Linked DNA regions of Macaca mulatta: region 2 is linked to region 1. Evidence: chromatin contacts called from public Hi-C data. All regions are on one chromosome and are shown on one strand. The core of a region is the stretch at or near the end of the contact, and the rest is flanking DNA. Distances in the headings are between cores, read along the strand shown. Region 1 overlaps EEPD1 (endonuclease/exonuclease/phosphatase family domain containing 1). Region 2 holds the start of EEPD1 (endonuclease/exonuclease/phosphatase family domain containing 1).

Region 1 (3,646 bases), core at 818-3,317:
TGTGTCCCCTTCTAGACACTCTACACAGAGGAGCAGACGTGTACACTTACATAGTTATTTTCATTCAAATGGCAGCAACTTTACCTACCAATTCCTACTTTTTTTTCCTTATCAGTACATCCTAAAGATGGATCTGCTTCAAATAAGCAGTTTTGAAACTTTTTTTTTCTTTTTTTTTTTTTGAGATGGAGTCTCACTCTGTCACCCAGGCTGGAGTGCAGTGGCGCGATCTCGGCTCACTACAGCTTTCGCCTCCCAGGTTCAAGCGATTCTCCTGCCTCAGCCTCCCAAGTAGCTGGGATTACAGATGCATGCCACTGTGCCTGGCTAATTTTTGTATTTTTAGTAGAGATGGTGTTTCACCATGTTGGCCAGGCTGGTCTTGAACTCCTCACCTCAGGTGATCCGCCCGCCCCGGCCTCCCAAAGTGCTAGGGTTACAGGCATGAGCCATGGCGCCCGGCTAAACATTATTTCTTTTTAAAATGTATAGGGTGGGGGTGTTCCTTTTCTCAAATGAGATCCTGTAGGAAGCCCCAAAAGTAGAGTGGGTAAAAGTGGAGCTTCTCTGACTGAAGTAGGAGGTGGCGAGCTCTACAAAAAACCCTTGGGGCATCGGGAGTTCAAAAAAATATTAATGCTTGAGTCCCACTCTCAGAAATTGGAGTTCCACCTGCAGAGATTGATTTAGCGTCTCCGGTGGCCTGGTCTTCAGCATTTCCTGAAGCTCTCTGGGATTCCATGTCCAGCCAGGTGTGGGAACCACACCTAGAATATTAAAGAGGTCTGCTGAGACCTGGTGCAGTCAACTACACGGAAACACGGTAAGGACAGGTACCTCGAACTGTCAACACGTCTCACCCAAGAATACTTTGCCATGTTTCTCCATTGATTCAGGTATTTATTCAAAAACTTCTTCACTAAAGTCTTACCATTTTCTTCACTTTACCACCACATTTCTAAGTATTTTATATTTTTGATTTTTATTATGAATGGGATCTTTGTTTTATCCCATTATATTTTCTCTAATGCTTATTTTTAAATTTTTTTATTTCCATAGGTTATCACTGATATATATCAAAAGGACTAATTTTTTATTTTAATTTTGTAACTAGGCAGTTTTCTTAATTCTCTTACTGGGACTAATTTTTTTTTTAACTTCAGGTGTAACAAACTGACAATTATATTCTCTGAAAACAATGACACTTTTGTGTCCTATTCTTCCAAGTCCTCATTTCACCTTATTAATCCAAATTAGCTAGGAGGAAGAGTGGTCACAGGGGGGCTGAAAATGAAACAAAACCTGACACAGGAGCATATCAGAAACCAGTGGCTTTAGGCCGGGCGCAGTGGCTCACACCTGTAATCCCAGCACTTTGGGAGGCTGAGGTGGGCGGATCACCTGAGGTCAGGAGTTTGAGACTAGCCTGACTAACATAGTGAAACTCCATTTCTACTAAAGATACAAAAATCAGCCAGGCATAGGGTGGGCGCCTGTAATCCCATTTACTTGGGAGTCTAAGGCAGGAGAATCGCTTGAATCCAGGAGACAGAGGTCGCAGTGAGCCGACATTGTTGCACTGCACTCCAGCCTCGGCTGGAGTGAGACTCTGTCAAAGAAAAGAAAGAAAGAGAAAGAGAGAAAGAAAGAGAAAGAGAGAAAGAAAGAGAAAGAGAGAAAGAAAGAGAGAGAGAGAGAGAGAGAGAGAGAAAGGAAAGAAAAGAAAAAAAAGAAAAAAAAAGAAAGAAAGGTAAAGTAAAGAAAAGAAAAGAAAAAGAAAAAGAAAAAAGAAAGAAGGAAAACAGTGGTTCTCGGCCCCGGTTCTAAGAGAAAACAGCTGGATGACTCTGAGTGCAGAATTTGAGGTTTGTCACTTCCCGGCTTCGTGACCTTGGGCAAGCCTTTTTAGTTCATAAAAGGGAAAGAACAAGCCATTTCCCCCCAGGCTGGTGTCAGGATTAAAGAAGCCACCAGAAGCGCCTGGCACGGGGCACTCACATGTAGGCACTCACTCCTTCCTGATCAGTTTCCTGATGCAGCTTCACACGTTTGTCAGGGAGAGACACCCAGCGGAAGTTAAATATTTGTGCATAAGAACTACAAAGTGATTTCAGGGCCAAGGGGGAAAGGTTTTCTCTTAAAGCATTTTAGACATTTCTCCCACAGTCTGATTTGCCCTAGAGGAAGTGGGATAGTTAGGAAGTATTTTCCAAGCAAAGCGAGTAGAAATCCTGAAAGAACACTCACCCCCCAGCTGGGCTCTGCAGGACTCCCCGGGCTCTGCCTGACCCTTGTTGTCCCACAGCAGGAGGTGGCATTTCTGCCACACTTTGTGAAGGAGGCTTTAGGGAAAGCAGTTCATAAATGAAGTCGTAAATGTATCCAAGACACTTTGCAAATCTTTTTTTCCTGGCCATGGGTATGCTTCCGTAATAACGGCTGGAGGGAAAGGAATCTGAAGGGAAGCCGCTCGGGCCACCACCAGAGGGCGCATGTGCATTGCAGATGGCGCCCTCCTCCAGGAGGCGTGAGGACAGTGGGTGGGATGAAAGGAAGCCTCTCCTGCAGGGCCACCCACACCGTGGAGGAATCAGTGCCAGCTTGAATCATAGTCATAGCACTGTGCTAACCACTTCCTCGATAGCGCCGCACTTAACAGCCACGACCCACGGGGCAGGTGCTGTCACCATCTCCCCTCTGCAGGTACGAAACAGGCTCCCAGAGGTGGGAAGGTTTGCCCAAAGTCACCGGGCCAGGCCTCAGATCCAGGGCTCATCACAAAGGGCGAGGATGGAAGAGCCATACAGAAGCGGCTGCTGTCCAATGCAACACCAGGTGCATCAGCAGGCACTCAATAAATATGTGACCAACAGACAAGCGGAACCACACTTGGAAAGGAACAAAGAGAAAGATGCTACATTCATTAAATATCGAAGAAAACAAAGTTCCCATATAATGAGGGAGGTTTTCGTTGGGATGCAGGCCTGCAAAGATCTGGGCTGAAAAGGACAATTCCAAAATCAGGAGTGATGCTGGTGTCAAGGGTCAATAGAGCTAGCTCTGTGTAGCTTCAGGAATGCAACAGTTCCCTTTTTGAATGAGCACATCGGATTTCTTACAACTCATGTTATTCCAATTGGATCCGCGTCAGTGATGACATCAAGGCAGTTCTTGCCTCTGAGAATCCACAGGAGCCTGAGTTATCTTCCTAAAAAGCCACCCACCTGGGCGGGCCTCCTTTATCGCTCCCTTGATTCTCAGCAGTGAGAGGAGAACACTGTGGGCTGACTTCCTCAGAGAGTCTCTAGATTTATAAAACGCCAGTGACAACTACAGGAACCAGTCCCCACTGAGGGACCATCTGCCAAGATGTCAAGAGTTACTACACACGCTGTTTCACTCTTGCTCAGTTCACAGAGGGAGACCCTGTCCCCAAGTCCCGGTGAGGTCTGAGAGAAGAAGGTTCCACTAGGGGACCGGCATATCCCCACTGACGTCAGCCTGCATGCACGTTCCAGACAAAGGCAGAAAGGCCCAGAGCTTGCTAACCACATCGGTTCTGCTTGCTCTGATAGAAGCCTGTGGAATGAAGGCTTTGTCTTTGCTTTAGCTGAACCCCTCTGCTGACCTGTTTACCCTTGTTAGA
Region 2 (3,646 bases), core at 452-2,951, 140 kb after region 1:
GAAGGTCAGTCCCCCGTTCGTGTGGGTGGATGGGGGCCTGGACCTCTCAGCAAACACCTGGTGCCGTATCCTGTCCAGGAAGGCGGCATTGATACCATCCATCCTCACTAGGTCCTCAACGCTGCGAAAGGGCCCATGCTCACGGCGGAAGTCCACGATGCTGAGGGCCATTTTCTCCGAGAGGCCTCGCACGCTCATGAGCTGGGCCGGGGTGGCTGTGTTGATGTTAACACGTGGGGTGAGGGGCACAGCTGTGGCCAGGTGGTGAGGCTGCTGCTCCGCTAGCAGGTCCCGCCGCAGGGAACTGGGAGAGTGCTGCGTGGAGCTGCCCTTGCTGCTCACACAGATCTCAAACTTGACCTGCTCCAGCTTGGTGGCGCCTACACCACTGACCAATGCCAGGTCCTCCACCTTCTTGAAGCCACCGATATACTCTCGGTACTCCACAATGCTGCGTGCCACAGCACGTGTCACCCCAGGCAGGGTCATCAGCTCCTCCTCCGTGGCAGTGTTGATGTTGAGCCTTTCCTGATTCACCAGGATGTTGCTGAAGTTACAGGCTGCGCTGAACTTGCGGTTATGGGACAAGTCCGAGGGGTCCCTGGGGATGGAGCGGTGGCAGCCCAGGGTGCTCCCCATGATCCGCCAGGATCAAGTGCCCGGGAAGGCCTCACCACTGCAGAAGAGCTCTCTGGCTAGGGAGGAAGCCCAGTAGGCCGTACAAGCACAGAAAAACAGAAGGTGCAGGATTCAGGGACTGAAGAGGTTACTACAGACAAACACCGAATCTTCCATGCCTGGCGTGTCCAAAATTACCTTTCACTTGGCCGCCTAGAAAATAATAAACATAGAAACCCATTGAATTAGGCAATTTGCATTAGCACCCCCTACCTAGTGCTGGAGTTAGTAACCAGGAGTCAGGGACTGGTGGCTGCCCGTGAACCCTTAAAAAACGCAGGCACGGTGAGGCTGGGCCCATGTGGATTCTCCTCTGGGGACGTCCGGGTTTTATCACACTGAGCCCAAAAAGGCTATGAGCCGTTTCTCTTGGGAAAAGACCTAACCCCATCAGCTTCACACCTCTTCTCCAGGCCTCTTTCAACTCCGACACTTGGGTCACCCACACTCGGGCTCACACAGACGCGGGGGGCACCCCACCTCCCCCACGCTCCGCATCTGACACAGCGCTACCTGCAACCTGGGAGGTCCGTGCTCCCCGGTGCCGGCACTGAGAAGGGGCTTATCGACCCCCCCACCCGACCTGCCGCGGGTCCCCGCGCCCCACCTCTCGGCTGCTCCGCGGGGCGCCGGTTCCTCTTCCACCTGCGGCTCGGAAGCCTGAGCCCAGCCCGGGACAGCGCGGGCTCCCTGCCTCCAGCCTAGGCGCCAGCGCGGGTGTGGGTCACTGACCAGGCCCTGGAAGCCGCCTACGCCGCCTCGGTCTGCGTGTCCCGGCTCTTTCTATGGGAGAAACTCAGCATCGGTCTCCCAGAGTGAATAGAAGCCGCAGGGCTGCTCGGAGGCGGCGGCAGCGGCGGCGAAATCCGCCGCCGAAGCTGCACCAGGACTTGCGGCGGCGCCGCAGTTGCGTTTATCCCGGCAAAAAGTCCTGCGCCCAACTCGGGCGCGGGATCCGCCAGAGCCAGTCCAGACGCAGCACCAGCCGCACGGCTCCCGCTCGCAGTCGGTGTCAAAGCCAAAGTCCTGGCCGCGCCGCTCGCGCCTCCGCAGGAACCACGGCCACGCCTCCTCCGCGCGGCAACTCCTCCCAGGGACTCCCGAGGGCACGCGGGGGCGGGGCCCGGATGAGGGGCGGGGCCTGGCACCAGTGGGTGGAGAGAGGAACCCGAGAGCGCAAGGGCGGGCCTGGAGTGCTAGAGGCGGGGCCATGGAGGAGGGGGCGGAACCAAGGCGCAAGAGGGTGGAGAGCGAACCTGAGAGCGCGTAGGGCGGCACTGGCGTGCGAGAGGCGGAGCCATGGTTGTGGGGGCGTGGCCTGGCACAAATGGGTGGTGAGCTGAACCCGGGAGCGCGTGGGGCGGGCCTGGAGTGCGAGAGGTGGGGTCATAGAGTGTGGGAGCGCGGCCCGGGCGCGAGGGGATGGGGAAACGCGGGGGCGGGACCGTGAGCACAGGGGTAGGCCCCGGGAGCGCAGAGGCGGGACTTAGGGGCTTAAGGGGCGGAGCCGTTGCCGTGCCGGCGAGGGCAGGTCACCGGGAGGCTGTCCTAAGTCAGCTGCCCCCGGACCATGGTTGCCGCCCGAGGCCTAGGTCTGGTTATGCCTGGTAGAGGCTGTTTAGGATTGTCCGAGGCGAGATCTGCCCAGCTGCTTTTCGTCTTTGAGGTGTGGGGATGAAGGCTGGGGCAATCCCTGAGAGGGCATCCCTGTAGGTCCAGCGTCTCACGGAGTTTTGCAGAACGTTCCAGAGGAGACTGAATGGGATCGTCCTAATTTCTGTCCCCACTTTCGGCCTTTTCTTTTCTTCCACCAGTATATTACCTTTGCTCCGCTCAGAGAGACGTCCTCTAATAACGCCAGCGACTCATTGTGCTCCTAGCAGAGGGCACGCACCACCCTCCTGTGTGTTCGCATAGGTCAAATACAGGTTTGCTCCTTTGCACATTTAGCGCTGTGAGTAAACAAGGATAAGTTTCTGTAATTATTAAGTCTAATCATTACGAAGGAGGGAAATGGGGGCTGCTTCCCAAACTCTTCCCAGAAGAGTTTTTGGATCACACTCCTAAATGACAATTTGGTTAAAGATTAAAGAGCCAGCTGCATTATAGTGGATACCCAGAGCTAGACTTTTCGATTAAGCAAATCATGCAGTGATATCGTTGAATACTTTGACCCTGGCCGTTTAGTGTTCTCTGAAGTTTCATTCCCAACCAATGTGACCAGTGCATCTGGTTTCAATTCCAAAGACTGGGTCAGCAAAAATAGTACCTCTCACGGGCGGAAGGTATTTCGGATGTAAAATGAGCAGCAGCCCAGGTTTGGAAAATGCTACTACTGTTCTGAGGCACATTCCCCTGCTATGTATATTAGTCAGGAAAACCAAGTCAAACTACCTTAGACCAAAACAAAAATAAAAATAAAAAAATAAAGGGGGGGGTATTTCTTGGTTCCTTGTTGAAAAGTTAAGGTAAGTAATCTTACCTCAGGTCTAGTTGCATCCGACCCAAGTGATGATGGGGTCGTTAGGGTATGGCAGGACTGCTTCCATCTCTGGCTCCACGATCCTCTTTATTGGCTTTATTTTTAGGCAAGCTATTTGCACTTGATCGCAAAAATGCCTTCCTACCTACCATCCTCTCCCACCCAAACACTGGGCTACATTATGCCATGCACTGAAATCCTGGTGCCGCAAGGAAAAAAATTGTTTAAGACAAGCAGTAAAACTTTTTGAAAGAAGCGAAAAGTCTTCATTGAGCAGAATACAGAAAACTCTTCGTTGAGCAGAATGCCTTGATGGGCAATGTGGCTGTGGAAGAACAGCCGTGGAGCATGGCTACTTGGGCTAGAAGCAGAGAAAACATATGTTTTATCATCCAAACCAGGACACTTTTTAGGTGAAGAGAGGACATTATCAATAATATCCTAGAACAACAGAAATAATCTGGTTTTATTCCCTATAAACCTAGC

The links. A called contact is a pair of places that touch in the nucleus more often than the background predicts.
Region 2: a Hi-C map of CD4 T cells shows a contact between it and region 1, with 8 times the contacts expected there. The contact joins the promoter of EEPD1 here to the enhancer-like site in region 1. A contact is called at or near these places in 4 of 14 Hi-C or Micro-C datasets (CD4 T cells, blood, fetal cortex germinal zone and 1 more).

Annotation. Positions count from the first base shown.
Region 1 is chr3:92,076,729-92,080,374 of T2T-MMU8v2.0, forward strand. The region is part of intron 6 of EEPD1 (endonuclease/exonuclease/phosphatase family domain containing 1); the gene reads right to left. Among named protein-coding and RNA genes, the nearest start is that of ANLN, 97 kb to the left of the region's middle. Within about 2 kb of position 2,068, at least 11 of the 40 cell types and tissues checked have an H3K27ac peak or open chromatin away from gene starts, as enhancers often do. A contact at or near this core is called in CD4 T cells and blood, where this site is marked.
Region 2 is chr3:92,213,691-92,217,336 of T2T-MMU8v2.0, forward strand. EEPD1 (endonuclease/exonuclease/phosphatase family domain containing 1) reads right to left here and starts at 1,702. Exons shown (of 8, transcript XM_015133721.3): 1 at 1,286-1,702; 2 at 1-831. The coding sequence starts at 639.